6 separate regions of the Mus musculus genome follow, and regions 2, 3, 4, 5 and 6 are each linked to region 1. A link is a contact called in public promoter capture Hi-C data. All regions are on one chromosome and are shown on one strand. Each heading gives the region's core, a stretch centred on a gene start, on an enhancer-like site or on the middle of the called end of the contact. The rest is flanking DNA. Distances are from core to core; before and after follow the strand shown.

The links. Promoter capture Hi-C pulls out the DNA fragments that hold promoters and counts their contacts.
Region 2: a promoter capture Hi-C map of pre-B cells shows a contact between it and region 1, with 4 times the contacts expected there. The contact joins the promoter of Tk2 here to the promoter of Pdf in region 1. A contact is called at or near these places in 2 of 39 promoter capture datasets (the C10 cell line and pre-B cells).
Region 3: a contact with region 1 is called in a promoter capture Hi-C map of embryonic stem cells. The contact joins the promoter of Cmtm4 here to the promoter of Pdf in region 1.
Region 4: a promoter capture Hi-C map of pre-B cells shows a contact between it and region 1, with 8 times the contacts expected there. The contact joins the promoter of Pkd1l3 here to the promoter of Pdf in region 1. A contact is called at or near these places in 10 of 39 promoter capture datasets (the 3T3-L1 cell line, the C10 cell line, the HPC-7 cell line and 6 more), 6 of 115 datasets of contacts at active chromatin or transcription factors (acute myeloid leukemia, astrocytes, embryonic forebrain and 3 more) and 1 of 9 other capture datasets (liver).
Region 5: a promoter capture Hi-C map of liver shows a contact between it and region 1, with 2.9 times the contacts expected there. The contact joins the promoter of Nae1 here to the promoter of Pdf in region 1. A contact is called at or near these places in 2 of 39 promoter capture datasets (both in liver).
Region 6: a promoter capture Hi-C map of liver shows a contact between it and region 1, with 4 times the contacts expected there. The contact joins the promoter of Pdp2 here to the promoter of Pdf in region 1. A contact is called at or near these places in 3 of 39 promoter capture datasets (liver and pre-B cells).

Annotation. Positions count from the first base shown.
Region 1 is chr8:107,047,227-107,049,915 of GRCm38.p6, forward strand. It overlaps Pdf (peptide deformylase (mitochondrial)), which reads right to left and starts at 1,388. Exons shown (of 2, transcript NM_026513.2): 1 at 835-1,388; 2 at 1-45. The coding sequence starts at 1,372. It overlaps Cog8 (component of oligomeric golgi complex 8), which reads right to left. Exons shown (of 5, transcript NM_139229.4): 5 at 1,483-1,904. The coding sequence ends at 1,582.
Region 2 is chr8:104,247,223-104,249,911 of GRCm38.p6, forward strand. Tk2 (thymidine kinase 2, mitochondrial) reads right to left here and starts at 1,336. Exons shown (of 10, transcript NM_021028.3): 1 at 1,179-1,336; 2 at 425-462. The coding sequence starts at 1,311.
Region 3 is chr8:104,394,491-104,397,179 of GRCm38.p6, forward strand. Cmtm4 (CKLF-like MARVEL transmembrane domain containing 4) reads right to left here and starts at 1,317. Exons shown (of 4, transcript NM_153582.5): 1 at 961-1,317. The coding sequence starts at 1,146.
Region 4 is chr8:109,612,931-109,615,619 of GRCm38.p6, forward strand. It overlaps Pkd1l3 (polycystic kidney disease 1 like 3), which reads left to right and starts at 1,304. Exons shown (of 33, transcript NM_001286454.2): 1 at 1,304-1,893. The coding sequence starts at 1,587.
Region 5 is chr8:104,533,340-104,536,028 of GRCm38.p6, forward strand. It overlaps Nae1 (NEDD8 activating enzyme E1 subunit 1), which reads right to left and starts at 1,298. Exons shown (of 20, transcript NM_144931.3): 1 at 1,173-1,298. The coding sequence starts at 1,225. It also overlaps a transcript of Car7 not described here.
Region 6 is chr8:104,590,120-104,592,808 of GRCm38.p6, forward strand. Pdp2 (pyruvate dehyrogenase phosphatase catalytic subunit 2) reads left to right here and starts at 1,353. Exons shown (of 2, transcript NM_001024606.2): 1 at 1,353-1,476.

The sequences.
Region 1 (2,689 bases), core at 138-2,637:
AACCACTTGCCGACCACACCACTGGCTCTCCTTTTGGGTCCAGTCCTGCAAAGGAAGTTACAGGCTCGATGAGGTGAGGCTTTGCTGAACTCATGCCCAACCTCCTGTCCCTACTTTGTTTCCTGCCCTGGCCATGCCTATTTATATCCTATCTACAGAGGCAGCATCCAAGAGTGAATGTGGATAACAGCTCTTATCCCTCCTAGAAAGGGTACCCCAATTTTGTCCAGTGCCGACTTTTTACTCAGCGTGATTCCCAGCACTACTACAGGGCAAGGATAAGAAATCAAAACTCTTTTCAAGGGCTGTTTATCAAAGGTATTTCATGCCAGGCATGGTGGCACACACCTTTTAATCCCAGCACTCAGGAGGTAGAGGCAGGCGGATTTCTGAGTTCGAGGTCTACAAAGTGAGTTCCAGGACAGCCAGGGCTATACAGAGAAACCCTGTCTCGACCCCCCCCCCCCAAAAGAAAGGTATTTCAGCTTGGCACTGTAGCAAATAACCATATTACATAAAACAATGTGAATGTGAAGCATGGAATGGTTTGTTGCCCTAGTCTGGGTAAATCTGGGTCCCACTTTCTTACACAAGCCCCACCACGATAAACTGGGAAAATCGTGTGTGCAATACAGACACACTTACATGGGAATCTATATACCTACTCATGAGAAAGGGGAAAGACAGGCTCCATATCTAAGGAATCACCCTGCAACCCATCTAGGCGGGCCTGACCTGCTCTTCAGGAGTTCAGTTGGCTCCCGAGTGCCGCTGTGTCTGCACTGTCTCTAGCCAGAGAGAGCAAGACCACCCCGCTGCCCACGTCCCCTGCACCTGAGATCTGCACGGCTTGGAAGCGAGGCACACACGCCAGAAAGCCGGCGACACTCTCGCAGCCCTCGGGGAAGGTGACCAAGCGGCTGTCCAACACTCTCAGACTGGGGTTCACCAGCACCCGAAGTGGGAAGGGTTCCATCTGACGCAGTTCGCGCAGGCGCGGTGAGAAGGCTCGGAGGAGCTTGTCCGGGAACTCGAGCGCCAACACTTGCAGCGGCACCCCGAGCTGCGGCGCACTAAGGCCCACACAGCCACGCCGTCGCATTACCTGCACCATCCGCCCCACCAGCCGCTGCAGCTCCGGCCCCGCTAGCTGCTCGGGTTCCACCGGGGCCGCCACGACGCGCAGCACCGGGTCCCCGACCTGGCACACGTGCGCGTATGGCGGCTGCGGCGCGCCACATACAAGGCGCCTGAGGTACCGCCAGTAGGAGCGCGTGCGCGCCGGGCCCTCCAAGGCGGCCAAGGAGCTGCACCTCTGCGCCCGGCTCCCCGGAACCCACGCCGGCCGCGGCAGCCTGCCCAGCAGCAACATGGCGCGGGGAGACGCCGCGGCCCTTCCTTCCGCTAGCGCCAAAGACGCCGGGAAGCGTAGTTCCCGTGTAACTTCCGGACGCCCATCGTCGGGAACAGCAGGCGAGTGGCGACAGTTGTCGGTTTTATTAAAGCTGCAAATACCACAGGGCCCGCGCTATCCTGGGCAAAGCAACTGCACACACCTTCCCGCTGCAGAAGCGCGTACCCTCAGGGCTGCTCCCCAGGCTGCGGGCAGGGGACACTGCCTATGGCTCCTCCCTCACTCGGTGGCTCGGCTGGCAGCGGCTCCCCCTCCATGGGCTCCTGAGGCAGCGGCTCCCCTGGTTCCCTCTTCTCTGTTACAGGCTCCATGCTCCGCTGCTCCGCAGGGAGCTCTGGAGCTGGGGCCACGAGGTCCGGCCCCAGCTCCTGCTCATCTAAACAGAAAACTGTTTCTCTCTTAGGCAAAATAAAGGCGAGAGGTTCCTGGATGGCGCTGATGTTCACGTGTCCAAGGTTTCCGTGCTTAGAGAGCTGGGTGGGTGAAATGCCTGACCCAGATGGTAGGGAAAAAGAAATGAAAAAGAAAAAAAAAGTTATTAAATTCAATGCAGAGATCTCAGGGATGGTGTGGGGCAGGGGAGGGGACACTCAGAGAAAAGATTTAACACAATTACATATTTCAATACAACAAGAACATCTTTTTGGGTTTTTTGTTTTTTTGAGACCTGGCTATGCTGGAACTCTATAGACCAGGCTGGTCTCTTATCTCACAGAGATCGTCCTGCCTCTGCCTCCCAAATGCTGGTATTAAAGTTGTGCCAGGCTAAGGGCATCTCTGTAATACAAAAGGACAGTTAGTTATATTGGAGCCCCATTGTAAGGGTGGATGGAGCCTGAGCCAGGAGACACTCAGTAAATACTGGAGTCCAGGCACAGATCCCAGCTATTTGGGAGGCAGAGGCAGGAGGATCTCTGAGTTCAAGGCCAGTTGGGTATACCAAGTTAGTTCCAGGGTAGCCAGTGCTATATACTGAGATCCTGTCTAGTGTCAAACCAAAAACAAGGGCTACAGACATGGCTCAGTGGTTAAGTACTCTTCCAGAGGTCCTGAGTTCAATCCCCAACAACGTGGCTCACAACCATCTGTAATGGGATCTGACGCCCTCTTCTGACATACACGCAGGTGTGCATTCAGATAGAGCACTCACATAAAATCTTTAAAAAGACAAAACGAAAACAACAATGATAAAAGCCAGGCTGTGGTGAAGAACACCTTTAATCCCAGCACTCAGGAGATTTACAGAGTTCCAGGACAGCCAGAGTTTCACAGAGG
Region 2 (2,689 bases), core at 86-2,585, 2.8 Mb before region 1:
GAGGTCCCTCGTGGATTCTCTGGTCTCCACTAGACAGCAGAAGGAAGTGAGAAGAACACTTCCCCCCACATCTGGGCGGGGCAATCGGCAGTGAAGCAAATAGATGCAATTTAAGCCGTTTAGATGGCTCGGTCAGCATCTTTGGCAGTTCACAAACACCTGAACATGAGTGCTTACTACCTGAATGCAGCTCGAGGCCCCACTCCCGCCCGTACACACAAGAAATGGCTAACGGTGATGGAATCTAAGGAGAGGAACCGGGCCACAAGAAGGAAGAGAGATTTGTGACCCTGGATATCGTCTTGGGTTTGGTTTTTCACTGTGCGCACCATTGTTTTTGTTCTCCGCCTCAAAAAAAAAAAAAAAAAAAAAAACAAAACCAAACCGAAATTACGCTGGAGAAAGCATGCAAAGAGAAACTTACCACTGCTTTTTTCTCCTTATCATTTTCTCTATCTTTATCTAAAAAAGGAAAGGAAATCGATGTTTCAATTATTCACTCTGCTCTGTGCTGACCTGATAAATGACCACACAGTCATTGCGTATGCGTGTTCCCTGGCTTACAAAAAATGTTTGCCATTCTTGGGACTCTCTACAGTTGGGTCCGTATGTGTCGCTGTACTGGGCCCAGGCCCATGTGTGCTTGCTTAGTTTCCTTTGCTCGGTACATTCTACTTTCCGTTTCACCTGGATTGTGTGCTTAGGATCTTCACAGCGCACCCAGGGATAACCTACACTCTGAGAGATTCCAAGGGTTGGGACCCAGGCTGTCTAGGCCAAGACTGGCAACACTGCCAACCCACCTGGCAGCAGCAGCCCGAGGCCAATGAAAGCTATGTCACCTGGCTTCCATTTCCGAAGAGAAAGATCCGCACTGCCAGCAAGAGGAGAAAGTCGCAAGCCTGAACCCGCCCCCTAGGTCCGCAGACACCTGCATCCACTAAGAGCTGATTAAATACAGCTCGTGCCCCAACTAGCCACCTCCCAAGCCTAAAGAATCTGACAATAAAAAATAAAAATTAAAAAAATGGGCCGAGAAGCCGCGTTTGAGCCCCACTAAGTGCCGATCCTGACAGTTCATTAGGGTCCCACAGTCCCCAGACCCTTCCTGGGGACTAGCAGGTGAGGGGGCGGGGTTCAGTGTGGCCCCTACGAGGTGGCACAAAAGCACTAGTTACCCGGAGGCCAGGCGCGGCGAGGTGCCCACAGCGGCCCGGCGCCCGAATCGAGGCTCCCGGGGCTCCCGGAGCTCCCCGGGCCCACGCTACGCAGGGACCGGGCAGCCCAACTACGCAGCGACCGCAGCAGCATAGTCCCTGGCTGATGTGCAAGTCCTACTTCCTTCCGGTGCGTCCTGGAGCCCCGCCCCACCCCTTGTCCGGCCCCGCCCCTTAAGGGATCCGCTAGTATTTCTCCCTCTAGGCTACACCGAAGAGATTCAAAGTGAGGATTTCCCCACTTACAGACCGCAGAATGGCCCTGACCCAAGTAGATTTAGAGAATGGATGGCATAATAATGCCGGGGACTGCTTAGTATATCCGATTACTTCCTTGGTTGCCGGCTCCATCCACACCTCGCACCGCCTACTCAGGATGTCCTGTATTTTCCTTCGAAAATACTCTGCAAGTAGACCTTGTCAAACTTGGGAACATTTTCCAAGCTTGTCCTTGGGCTTCAAAGGGCCCTCCTAGGTTTAATCCCCACCATCACAAAAAACAGTGTGAGGGACACAGGTGAGAGGGCCGTGAAAGCCATTGTTCCCAAATGTTACAGTCTTTGACATTTTCAACGTTTGGATTTTAATGTTCCTCGGGAAAGCATAACGAATATCTCCCCTGAATGAACAAAAAAGGGATAAGAAAAAAAGCATGTAAGGCCAACTTGTAAGCAAAAATAAGCTTGGGTACTATAATTCACCCATTCAAGACCAATAAGCCCAGATGTTGCCGCCTTGACTGTATATGGGCAGTTACAATGCGTGTAAAGAAGATTTCCACTTCTTCCAGGTGGCAAGATGCTGGCAGTCGTCTTGGGCAAAATGAAGAAAGACATTTTCTGGGTTTTGTTTTACTCTTTTAGATCTGTAACAAAAAAGCCATCACCCTAACAGGGCTTCCTGTTTATTTGCTAGGCACCTAGTAAAGGCAAATAAAATCTTCAAATTCAAAGTCGACAGTTGTGTGTGTGTGTGTGTGTGTGTGTGTGTGTGTGTGTGTGAGCGTCTTGGGGTGAGATTGTTGGTAACTGTTGATCAGATTCAGCCAAATGAACAGATCTTAGATGGGCAGGATCCAAAGAGATCTAAATGGACTGGGGTTGTGGGCTAGTTAATTCTTACCAAGGCAACACAAACTAGAAACACCTCGGGAAAGGGAGCCTCAATTGAGAAACTGGCTGCGGCAGATTGGCCTGTGCGCATGTCTGTGGAGCATATTCCTGTTGCTAATTGATGAAGGAGGGGTTTTGTTGTTGTTGTTGTTTTGTTTTGTTTTTGTTTTTTGCCTCCTTGCTATGGGCAATGCTGTCCCTGGGCAGGTGAGCTGCGGGTCTTTATGAATGAGCAAACCAGAGAACTACTGAAGCTGATAAACACTCTTAGTTCTTCTGCTTCTGCTTCTTCTGCCTCCGGTTCCAGCCTTGAGTTCCTACTTTGTCTTCCCTCCTGTAAGCCAAATAACCCTTTCTTCC
Region 3 (2,689 bases), core at 67-2,566, 2.7 Mb before region 1:
AGGGTGACAAGTCTATAAAGTTTTGAGGCCTCGGTGAAAGGCTACCTGTGACAGAGAATAGGAGGAATACAAAGGTTTTTTTTTTAAACTGGACTGTGCCCAGTCCACCACAAAGATAAACTACACTGCCCAAAGGGACCTGCTACAAAACCACAAAACCGAAACAGAACCCACAAGCCCCTGAACCAAACACTCTGGGGGGTCGCGGGGGGGGGGGGACCCACCAAGAAATGTGCTCTCGAATGCCTAAGTCCAACAGAAAGTTCCCCGTATCTGTCACCTCCCAAACTGGCCGCCCTCCCAGAGTGACTTAACTCTGGGTACCAATTTGGGCAGTCCCAAGAAGCCACCACCAGTGCTGAGACTACAGGATGCTATGAAGGAAGCCAACGTCCGCAGTAAAGACTGGAGGCTTTGTGGGTAGATCTGGACTCCCCCACTGCATCTGGGCTACACGCCTCCATTCAACAAATATTTATTGAGCATCCACCATCTGCTGGGCACCCTGCTAGGCGCCAGGGAGGAAACCATGCCACAGCCCCCGGCCTCTGTTAGCAGAGAACCGTCTGGGGGTTACGCGAGCCGGAAAACCTGCTACAAGTTGCTAAGCACAGTAGTAGCCAGGCGATGGCACGGCCCTCGCAACCGGCTCTGCGCACCAACCTCTTGTCGATGAAGCAGGGAGGGCACAGGTAGGCCCCGGAGCAGGTGTGCAGGCACCAGGCACCCCTGAGGCTTCGGAGCTGCAAAAGGCAGACTCCGGCCGAGGGCGCGGTCCCCAGAGGAGCAGGGACTGCAGCCCAAGGACCTCGGAGTACGGAGTGCGCGGAGCGGGGACCGCGCAGCCCGAACCCGACTCTGGTCGGCCGGGCCTTCCCCCGCGGCCGGGTGCGGGTAAAGAAGGCGCGGGCTAGGCCGCCGACCCGCCCGCTCGTACCTGGAGCCCCGCCCGGCACCTACCACTTGGGCGACCTTGAGGCGGCCGAGCGCGCCGCGCAGGTAGTCCGGGTCGCAGCGCAGGCCGGCCAGCCCGCGGCGCTGGCTCACCGGCTCGGTGGTGGGTTGGTACGGGCTGCTGGCGCCCGAGATCATGGAGGTGCTCGAGGCCTCGCCCTCGAAGCCGTCCAGCTCCTCGCCGCCCCGCATGCTGCCGCCCCGCGCGGCCGGTTCCCCCGGCGCCTGGAGCGGGCAGGCTCAGAGCGGCCGCCGCATCGCCGTCGCCAGACCACCCCACCGCCGCCGCCTCTGCGCCCGCCGCCCGCTGCGGCCGCGGCTCGGTCCGCTGGGGCTCGGCTCCCGCCGCCTCGGCAGCGGAAAGGGAGGGAGGCGGGAGCGGGCGCCGAGGGAAGGAGGCGGGAGCCGCGCGCCGGCCCGGAGGGGGCGGAGACTGCGGCCGGCGCGGGGAGGGGCGGGGCGCTGAGGGCTGGGGGCGGGGGGTCGTGGGGGAGAGGAGGGGCGTTGCAGGTTGGGGCGGGGCCGGTGAGGAGCCTTAGTCACGCCCCCACCACGCCCTCACCTGCTGGGCGTCTGGCCCAGACTCCGGGGTGGTCGCCGGCGGCCCTTGCAAGGAAAGGCCCAGACCAAAAGAGGGAAAAAGGGTGGAGAGAATGGAGACTGACCAAAGAGTCACAAAGCTGTTTTCTCTGCCCGCAGCCTTAGAGCCTGCTTTAGAGAAAGTGGGATCGTCTGCAGGTTTAAGTGTGTGTGTTCCCACGCTGGGCACACTGAGACAACCCTATTCTGTGTCAGAGGTACAGCCTGTGAGGGGGTGGGGGAGGTCGGGGTTAATGGAGCCCGCAGAATCCACACAACCCCAGTGTCAATTTGGGATCCAGCATGCTGGCATAGGAGAAATATATGAGCACACAGTAGGTGCTTGGCAACTAATATCAGTTCCCTATCCTGGCTGAGAAAAGTTTTGCTACCTCTAAGCATCAAGCTAGGCGACACTCAAATTTTGCCCTGGAGGCATTAATTATAGACCAATTTGTCATTCAAGTGTGAAGACTAATTTTAAGCTTAAGTAAAACACTAACTTTCTAAGAATTGTCACTTTGACACTGAACCTTTCAGCACCCTGAATACAGATCTGTTCCGGTCCTTGAGGAAGGCACCAAATGAAGTGTTATAATCATTACTATTTTACACAAGTGGAGACAAAGCTTTCAGAGTAGAAGTGGCTTGTCCAAGGGCACCAAATATTCAATGAGTAGAACACAAGGTCTATTTCCAAAGCTGAAAGGATACCAGCTTCAATATTTATATTATTTGACTTACTAAATATTTTGAGGGGGGGGGGACACTTACTGTAAGCTAAGCAATATGCTAAGAATTGAGGACAGGGATGTTGAGAAGTCTCAGTGGGTAAGAGTGTTTGCCACCAAATCTGACCACCTTTGTTTAGTTCCTGTGACCCATGGGTGAAAGAAGAGAGCCAGTCCTTACAAGCTGTCCTCTGGCCTCCAAAAGCACACACCAGAGTCCTGCCACCCCAAGGACAAATGTTAATAGCTTTTTTAAAAACTTGAAGACAGCCGGGCAGTGGTGGCACACGCCTTTAATCCCAGCAGTTGGGAGGCAGAGGCAGGCGGATTTCTGAGTTCGAGGCCAGCCTGGTCTACAGAGTGAGTTCCAGGACAGCCAGGGCTACACAGAGAAACCCTGTCTCAAAAAAACAAAACAATAAATC
Region 4 (2,689 bases), core at 54-2,553, 2.6 Mb after region 1:
CCAGGATGTATAAAGGGACTCCCAAAAAAAGTTATTAGGAGAATAAGTAATGCAGTCAATAAATGGCAAATGATCTGAGCTGACACTTCTCAGACAGCTGGTAAATATGGGGAGGGGAGATGCTACACACCCTGTGTTAGACTGAGTTGCCACAGAAATAAAAAAATAAACTGGCCTTCCCTGGGAACACTTTGTCCTTTTCTCAGCACAATGAAAGGTGATGGTCTCTCCGCAGGAACAAGGACCATGTACATGTGGAGTTGGGGTCTTGGGGGCAGAAGAGCCCAGTCCATCTGCAGGTCATTTCCCCTGTAGTCAGGAAGTGGTAGCTCCCAGCGGGTTTGTGTGGATCTCCTGATTAGGAGCTTCCATAGATGTCATCTGTCAATCAACTTTCCTGCCCAGAGCCTCTCAGCCCAGCTGCTGCTTAGACACCATTAACCCTTCATCCTCAGCCATCAGGAAAATACAACCCGAAGCTATGCTGGGAATCCATTTCACGTCACTCAGAATGGCCCTCATCAAAATCGGGGAAAGTTACCTTTATACACTGTTGGTGGGAGTGTAACCACGTGTAACCTGTAGCAAACAATAGGGAGGTTCCTAAAAAAACAAACTACAAGGATGCTATATGACTCTGCTATATGAAGACTAGGTGTATACCCACAGGGAATGAAGTCAGCACTCAGAAGAGAGCCTGTGTGTCCATATTAATACTCAGTACTGTTAACCATAGCCAAGCTACAGCAGTGGCTCAGGTGCCTGTAAACAGATGACAGATGAATAGATAAAAAAGAGGATATATATATATATATATATATATATATATATATATATGTGTGTGTGTGTGTGTGTGTGTGTGTGTGTGTGTGTATGTATATATGTGTGTGTGTATAGATAGATAGATAGATAGATAGATAGATAGACTTTTAATACCAACACTCAAGAGGCTGAGGCAAGTGGATCTCTCTGAGTTCAAGTCCAGCCTGGTCTACATAGTGAGTTCCAGGACAGCTAGGGATACATAGTGAGACCCTGTCTTGAAAATAACAACAACAAAAGAAAGTTTTCCTTTTCATAAAAAAGTATCCATTTTTCTGGACACATACCTCATTGCTAGGGTGCTTGTATAGAGTGCATAAGGTTCTGTGTTAGAGCCCATGCTTTAAGAACTAAGCTCGCCAAGTCTAGTAACACTGGTTTCGATATCCACCAACCTCTCCCTGCTTGCAGGTAGCTTTGGCGTCATAATGGGTCTTTATTTGCTAAAGATACATCTGGGCGTGTAGACACAGATGGAGACATTGGTGCCCCCGACTGTAAAGCCCCGTTTGCTATTCATTTGCAGCCGGTGAGAAATAGCTTCCCTAAACAAAACAAAACCTTTATCTCCTTGGCAGGTTGTTCCCAACCCACAAAAGAACAATACGGACGATTCTGACAAACTCACTGAGTCCTATTTAAAAGCCCAGGCAGCTGCCAAGCCTCCGTACATCTTCTCTCTTCTCACTCGAGCCTCCGTACATCTCTCTTCTCACTCGAGCCTCCGTACATCTTCTCTCTTCTCACTCGGCACAGAGAGAAAAATGCTCTTGCAGAGGCGGTCCTGGCTCTGGCTGTACATTAGAATCGGTGTCATTCTGGGTGATATTTTGGGACGTAAACCAAGCATCCGGGAGCAACATGGGGGAAACAGCTGCTATCAGCTTAACAGACTTTTCTGTGACTTCCAGGAAGCAGATAACTACTGCCACGCCCAGAGAGGACGCCTAGCCCACACGTGGAACCCCAAGCTTCGGGGTTTCCTAAAAAGCTTCCTGAATGAAGAAACAGTGTGGTGGGTCAGGGGAAACCTGACGCTGCCCGGATCGCATCCAGGGATAAATCAGACAGGTAGGGCTCTCGTGTTGAATGTTGAGGGGAAAAGCTTTCTTGGGCTGTGTTCTAGGGTGGAAGAAAGTCATCTTTGGCCTTTCCACTTTTTTTTTTTTTTTTTCAGATTACATTTTAAGGTATTGTTTTTTCCCTTTTTGAGATTTATTTATTTTACGTATGAGTGCTTTATCTGCACATCTACCTGCTTGCCAGAAGAGGGCATCAGATCGATTACAGATGGTTGTGAGTGTCCATGTGGTTGCTGAGAATTGAACTCGGGACCTCTGAAAGAGCAGCCAGTGCTTTTAACTTCTGAGCCATCTCTCCAGCCCCCTTTCAGCTTTTATAATCAGAAAAAGGGTTAGTTTGACCATCAATCTCTCTCCATACGCTTTCCACTTTTGTGTCTCGGCCAACATTTGTCTCCATAGCAATGGCAATGTACTTTTTCCCCCCCTGAGACAGGGTCTGTCTGTGTAGCCTTGGCTGTCCTGGAATGTGCTCTGTAGATCACGTTCCAGGCCTTGAACTCACAGAGATCCTCCTGCCTGTGCCTCCTGAGTGCTGGGATTAAAGGTGTGCACCATCATTGACCGGTGGCAATGAGCTTTTTGTCAGAGCCTGTCTAAAACTTAATTCCTGAGTCTTCATGTATGGTGTTATTTTGCTTTATTTGATTTGGGGTATCTGGAATTTTTGTTGTTTTGTTTTATATTGTGACAGTTTTGCTTTATAGTGCAAGATGTCCTGAAACTTGGTATTCAGCACAAACTGGTCTCAAACTCTCAATCCCCCCACCACGCACCCCCCCCTT
Region 5 (2,689 bases), core at 48-2,547, 2.5 Mb before region 1:
GATGTGCCCTGTCCAAATGGTTTCTGAGTACTAGAAATGCAGCTGGCATGAATTAAGACATTTTTAAAATGTGTATGATACCTGATTTATAAGACTCTGTGAACAACAACAACAAAAATAGCTTGGTAATTTTAACAATAATTACGTTGAAATTGTAATGTTTTGGAATACTAGGTTAGATAAACACTGTCAAATTTGATTCTGGGATTGGGGAATGTAGCTCAATTTGGCAAGCAGGCATGATGTCCAGAGTTCCAGCCTCAATACTTCATAAACCGGGTGTAATAGTCCACACTTATAATCTCAGCTGTTGGGGAAAAAGAGGCAGAAGGATTGCATCAAGTCTGAGCGCAGTCTGCTCTACATTGCAAGTCCAGGCGGCCACTCAAAGGTAAAAGACAAAAAAAAAAAAAAAAAGGGGTGGGGTGGGGGAGCAAAAACTTATTTTTGAGTCTGGCTGGGCAGTGAGCATCTTCAATCTCAGCACTTGAGACCTGGGACGTAGGCGCTTGAGTTCAAGACTGGCCTACTTAAGACCATGTCTCTATATAAACGAGAGGGGTGGGGAGAACTAGTAGCAAAACTTATTTTCCTGTCTCTTTATTCTCCCGGTTCCCAAGGTCTTCCAATGGAGGCCAGGCTGGCTTTCAGTTTCCGATCCACCTGCCTCTGCTTCTCAAGTCCTTGGGATTACCATGTCTAGCTTCTTTTAACTTTATTTGAAAGGTGCCTACTGGAAAATGTGTAATTACGAACACGGTTTGCTCCGATAAAGCTAGCATGACGCATTTCTATTGGCCAGCGCGGGCGTAGACCAATACCTGCCGGGGCGCAGCGCTCGGCGGTCGGGCAGGATGGGGTGCTCCCACCCCCCTCGTTTAGCGAACGAGTAGGGAGGGCCTGCCGAGACTGTGCAGCCCAGTGGGTTGGCGGAGACACCGCGCACCGCAAACCGCGGACAGCCAGCCGTGCGGGAAGGGGCGAGCCGGCCTTCGCCGAACACTCGGGCCAGTGGCCGGATCCCAGAGCGCCGGCTCCCCACGCCCTGCACGGCCGGCCGCAGCCGCAGGCCCGTGGGAGGCCGGCCTACCCGGCCTAGGCACTTAGGCCCCGCGGGTGTCAGGAGAGCCCGCCAGCCTGGCCGGCTTGCTCACTCGTAAACCCCGGCTCACCTCAGCTGCCGGTCGTACTTTTGCTCCTTGAGTATCTTCCCTGGCTGCGCCATGGCCGCGCCTGGCCCGCGAACAGCAAAGCCGCCTAAGGAGGCCGCCACCCACTCGGCCTCACGCAGGCGCACTAAGCGCCCTCCTCCAGCGCGCAGCCAGTAGGGGGCGCCGACGCTGCACTGCGCACGCGTCACTGGGAAGCCGGGGGAAACCTGAGGTTGAGTTCCACAGAATGTTTCTCTCTCTCTACCTGCAGTAATTGTGGAGAACTCCGACTTTTAAATCGAGTGATAATCCTTATCACTGATAAACCTTAGTCCTCTTCTGGGTGAGTTCACCGTTCCTGAGACTCCTCCAAGAGGAACAATACACCAGCATACTTGTATATAGTATTCTATATAGAGAAGCTACCCTGATGGGTAGACAGAGGGGCCCCACCCCACGGCTTCCCTCCAAGAATTGTTCCCCGTGGTGACGCAAGGGAAAGGGGGTTTTGAACGAGATGAAACGGCATCAGGAGACAAATGAGAAGTGGACTTGGGGGACGGGAGGGTGTCTGAGAAGCAGCCAGAGTTGCCTGTGAAGCCCATGAACAAGGAGGAAATTAAAGCTATCATCGATTCATGTGACACAGGATGACTGTCCCTTGGTGGCCGATGCTAAGGAAGGAGCTTATGAGCAAGTTGAGGACAAGAGGGAAGAAGAGGCTTGCTGACAAGTAAGAATTGCTTTCCTCTATCCCAAATCCTAGAGGAGTCTCCAGATTCATGATTGCCAGATGCACTTGCACGTCCTGAGATTATTATCCCAGCACATGATGAGTGTACATCCACACATAAAATCCTTCCAGCCTTGTGGGGTGAGGGACCAAAGAGACGGCTCCATTTGACAGTAATATTGCAGTGCTAACAAATGCACTTCCCCTGGGCACAGTGTTAGGACACAAGGTGAGGGGACACCCTGCTGTGACCTCCCTCCCCCAACCCCTATGGAACCCAACTGATGGGAGAAAAGGGGCGTTAGGCGTTCCCAGCTCATTATGTGCTTGTGCATGTCTGTCAGTTGTCACATTCCCTCTCCAGTTAGACAGGTGAAACGTGAGCGATATAAAATACACCCAGGGAATGTGAGAAGGTCAAAAGTGAAAGTGAAAGTTCACTACATAGCCTTGCATACACCTTGGCCCCAGGAAAGGAAAGATGGACAAATGTAATTGGAAACAACAACATCAGGGGCCGAGGGTGCTGTACTGCCTGCGACTGTGTGATTTTGAGAAGCATTCAGTTGTTAGTAAGTGGACAAGGATACCTCAGAGCATGCACTTCTTACAACTTTTTAATGTTTATTGATTGGTGTGTGTGCAAGAATGCCATCATGCACTCGTGGAGGACAGAGGACCATTTGCAGAAGTCACTTCTCGTCCTCTTCAACACAGGTTCGAGGGATAAGCCCAAATCTTCCAGCTTGCTGAGCCATCTTGCCACCTCTCCTTTGAGGAAAACTTATTCTTAAATGTATGTGTG
Region 6 (2,689 bases), core at 103-2,602, 2.5 Mb before region 1:
AACGAAGATCTATCTATGATAGTGTTTGATAGTATTCAGGAGGCTCTAGGTTCAATCCTCAGTATCACAAAACCAAAGCAAAACCCAGAACAAAAACAGGGATTTAGCAAACGCCTTTAATCCCAGAATTTGGGAGGCAGAAGTAGGTGGATCTTTGTACATTGGAGACCAGCCGGTTCTACATAGCTAGTTCTAGACCAGCTAGGGCTACCTAGTGAGATGCTACCTCAAAAACACAAATAAAACAAAACACTCCCAAGCAACCACCTCCTTGAGAGGCCTGAGGCCCAGTAAGGGGACACATCACAGAAATACAGCAGGAACACTTTTACCTCAGACGTGACTTTGGGTAAACCAGCTTGCCTTTCTTTCCAGAGACAGCACTCTCAGACCTTTCTGCTATCTCTTATCTCTCTTTGACTTCAAGAAAGGACTCTACTGACTCACACATTATAAGGTGAAGACCAGACTCAGCTATTGTTAGGACCAGAAGGCAAGGAGGGAAAGCTCTGGACCTCTCTGGTTCTGGCTCTCCCAAGCTACCAACAAGTAAAGGTGCGGCTAACATCACTTGTCGCTAAGAGGCCAATGTAATTGAGAATTCAAAATGGTGGTTAGTAAGGAGCCAATGAACTCTTTAGATCAGAAATGTGAGTATTAGAAGGTTCCTTCTAGCTGTTTGTAAAGGAAGGAAAATCGGTTGGGACTAAGTGTAATTTGGAAGTAGGGGGCCTTAAAGGCTTTGGAGTCTGGCATTGGCAAATGGATGGGTGGGAAGGGACTTAGGAGGTGGGAATGACAGGATTAAAGTGTGTGACAGTAAGGGAAGCATCAAATTGACCCTGGTGTTTGGACTTGGGTCTTCTGGGGCCGGCGAAGCCATTGCTGGTTTAGGAAGAAAAGCAGGTTTGACTGGAAGATAAGGTCAGGGCAAGTAGAACCTAGAGTGTCCATAAAGCCTTCAAGATAGGTGTCCAAAGATAATAAAGATGTGGCACTTTGGAGAGAGGCTTGGAGGGAACGGAACAAAACCCGGGAGGAATCTATGTGAGAATGAACTGTAAAGAACTGGAGAGGTCTCTTGGTTCTGGCTTTGCAGGGTGTGGTGATAAGGGAAGCTTGGGGAAGAGCCCCACGTGACGACCTACTGGCGCAGCGGCTGCACAAAAGCCACGGGTAACCCCAGGGGGTAGAGTGCAGGGTGGCCCCTCCCGGCCCCGCCCCTCTGCCTTCCTTTTGCCCTCCTCATCCATTGGGTAATCTCAATGTCCGTCAAGGGCCCGCCTCCAAGGATAAGCCAATCAGGAATGGCGGGAGGGATATTTCTTTTGGTGCTGGTTCCTCGACTGGGGGCCTCTCCAGGGAAGTAAAACCCAGTCGCAGCAACCGCGGAACTGTGCTCAGGACCAGAGTGAGCCGAGAGGATCCGCCGAGTGCCAGCGGCGCCAGCTGGGGAGGAGAGGACGAGGATACGAGGTAAGGAAGGGGACGATTCGGGGTGCGGACGCCTTCCCTAGCCTAGTTTACGGGTACCTCAGGTGATGGGGCGGAGAGGGGGATGAGGTGAGAGGGCGGGACGAGCTGGCCCCTGGTCATGGTCACCCCACTCGCGCGCACGCGCCACGTGGGCCCGCGCACTGGTGGAGGAGACGACTGCTTAGCCGGTTCTCTGCACCAGCTTCCTTAGTACTGGAGCACCGGTGAGCTGGACGTCGCAACTGGATTCTTACACCTTGGAAAGCCAAGGCTCAGCCACTAAACGGGGGCTGGGATTTCTTAGAGCCTTGCGGTCCAGCCAAGAAATCAAGAGACTTGGTTTCTTTAGGGGTGCTAAATTCTTTCTGTCCCATTGGAGGCGAATGGTTTTCATTGCGCACAGCTGCCTGTCCTTTCTGCAGGGTCAAGGGGCGTCTGAGGCCATCTGCCCCTGTCCGACCTCATCTGTCCCAAGTTCAGCGGGATGGGTATTGGCTTTGGGAAATCGGTTTGACAGTGCGTTTATACCCTTTGACCTACTGGTTTTGGAAATAAGTAAGGGAAAGGTGACTGCAAATGCCATGTAATTTGGTACCAGGTTAGTGGAAACAAGCTCCAAGTCACCAGTAGTTGTGAATGTTTATGCCAAAAACCATAAATAGTACTATCACTGAAAACATTGCCTTTAATAGGAAATCATGTTCACAGTAGTTGGCCCAATGATATAAAAATCTGTACAGAATGTATCCCAAGGACAAAAATAGTGGCTCCCTCCTTTTGTTGATTTTTGAGACAGTTTCTCTGTGTACCTGGTCTCAAATTCTGCCTGCCTTTTCCTTCTAAGTGCTGGGATTAAAGGCGTGCACCCACACTCCCAGTTTCAACCCCCCCCCCCCATTCCCATGGGCTTACTTTGTCAAGCAAAGTAACAGTCTGCAATGTAGATCAGGCTGGCTTTGAACTCACAGATCAGCTTGCCTCTTCACCTTTGCTTCCGGAATTCTGGAATTAAAGGCGTGATAGCACTGTGACGGCTCAGAAGTGTCGTATTTTATTAAGTCTTTACAGAACGTTGTGAAATCTTGACATGGTGCACACACTTTTAATCTCATGAGGTATTGAGAACGTCAGAGCAGGCAGATCTCTGATTTTGAGGACAGCTTGACCTACACAGTGAATTTCATGCTGGCCAGGGTGACAAAGTAAGACCTTG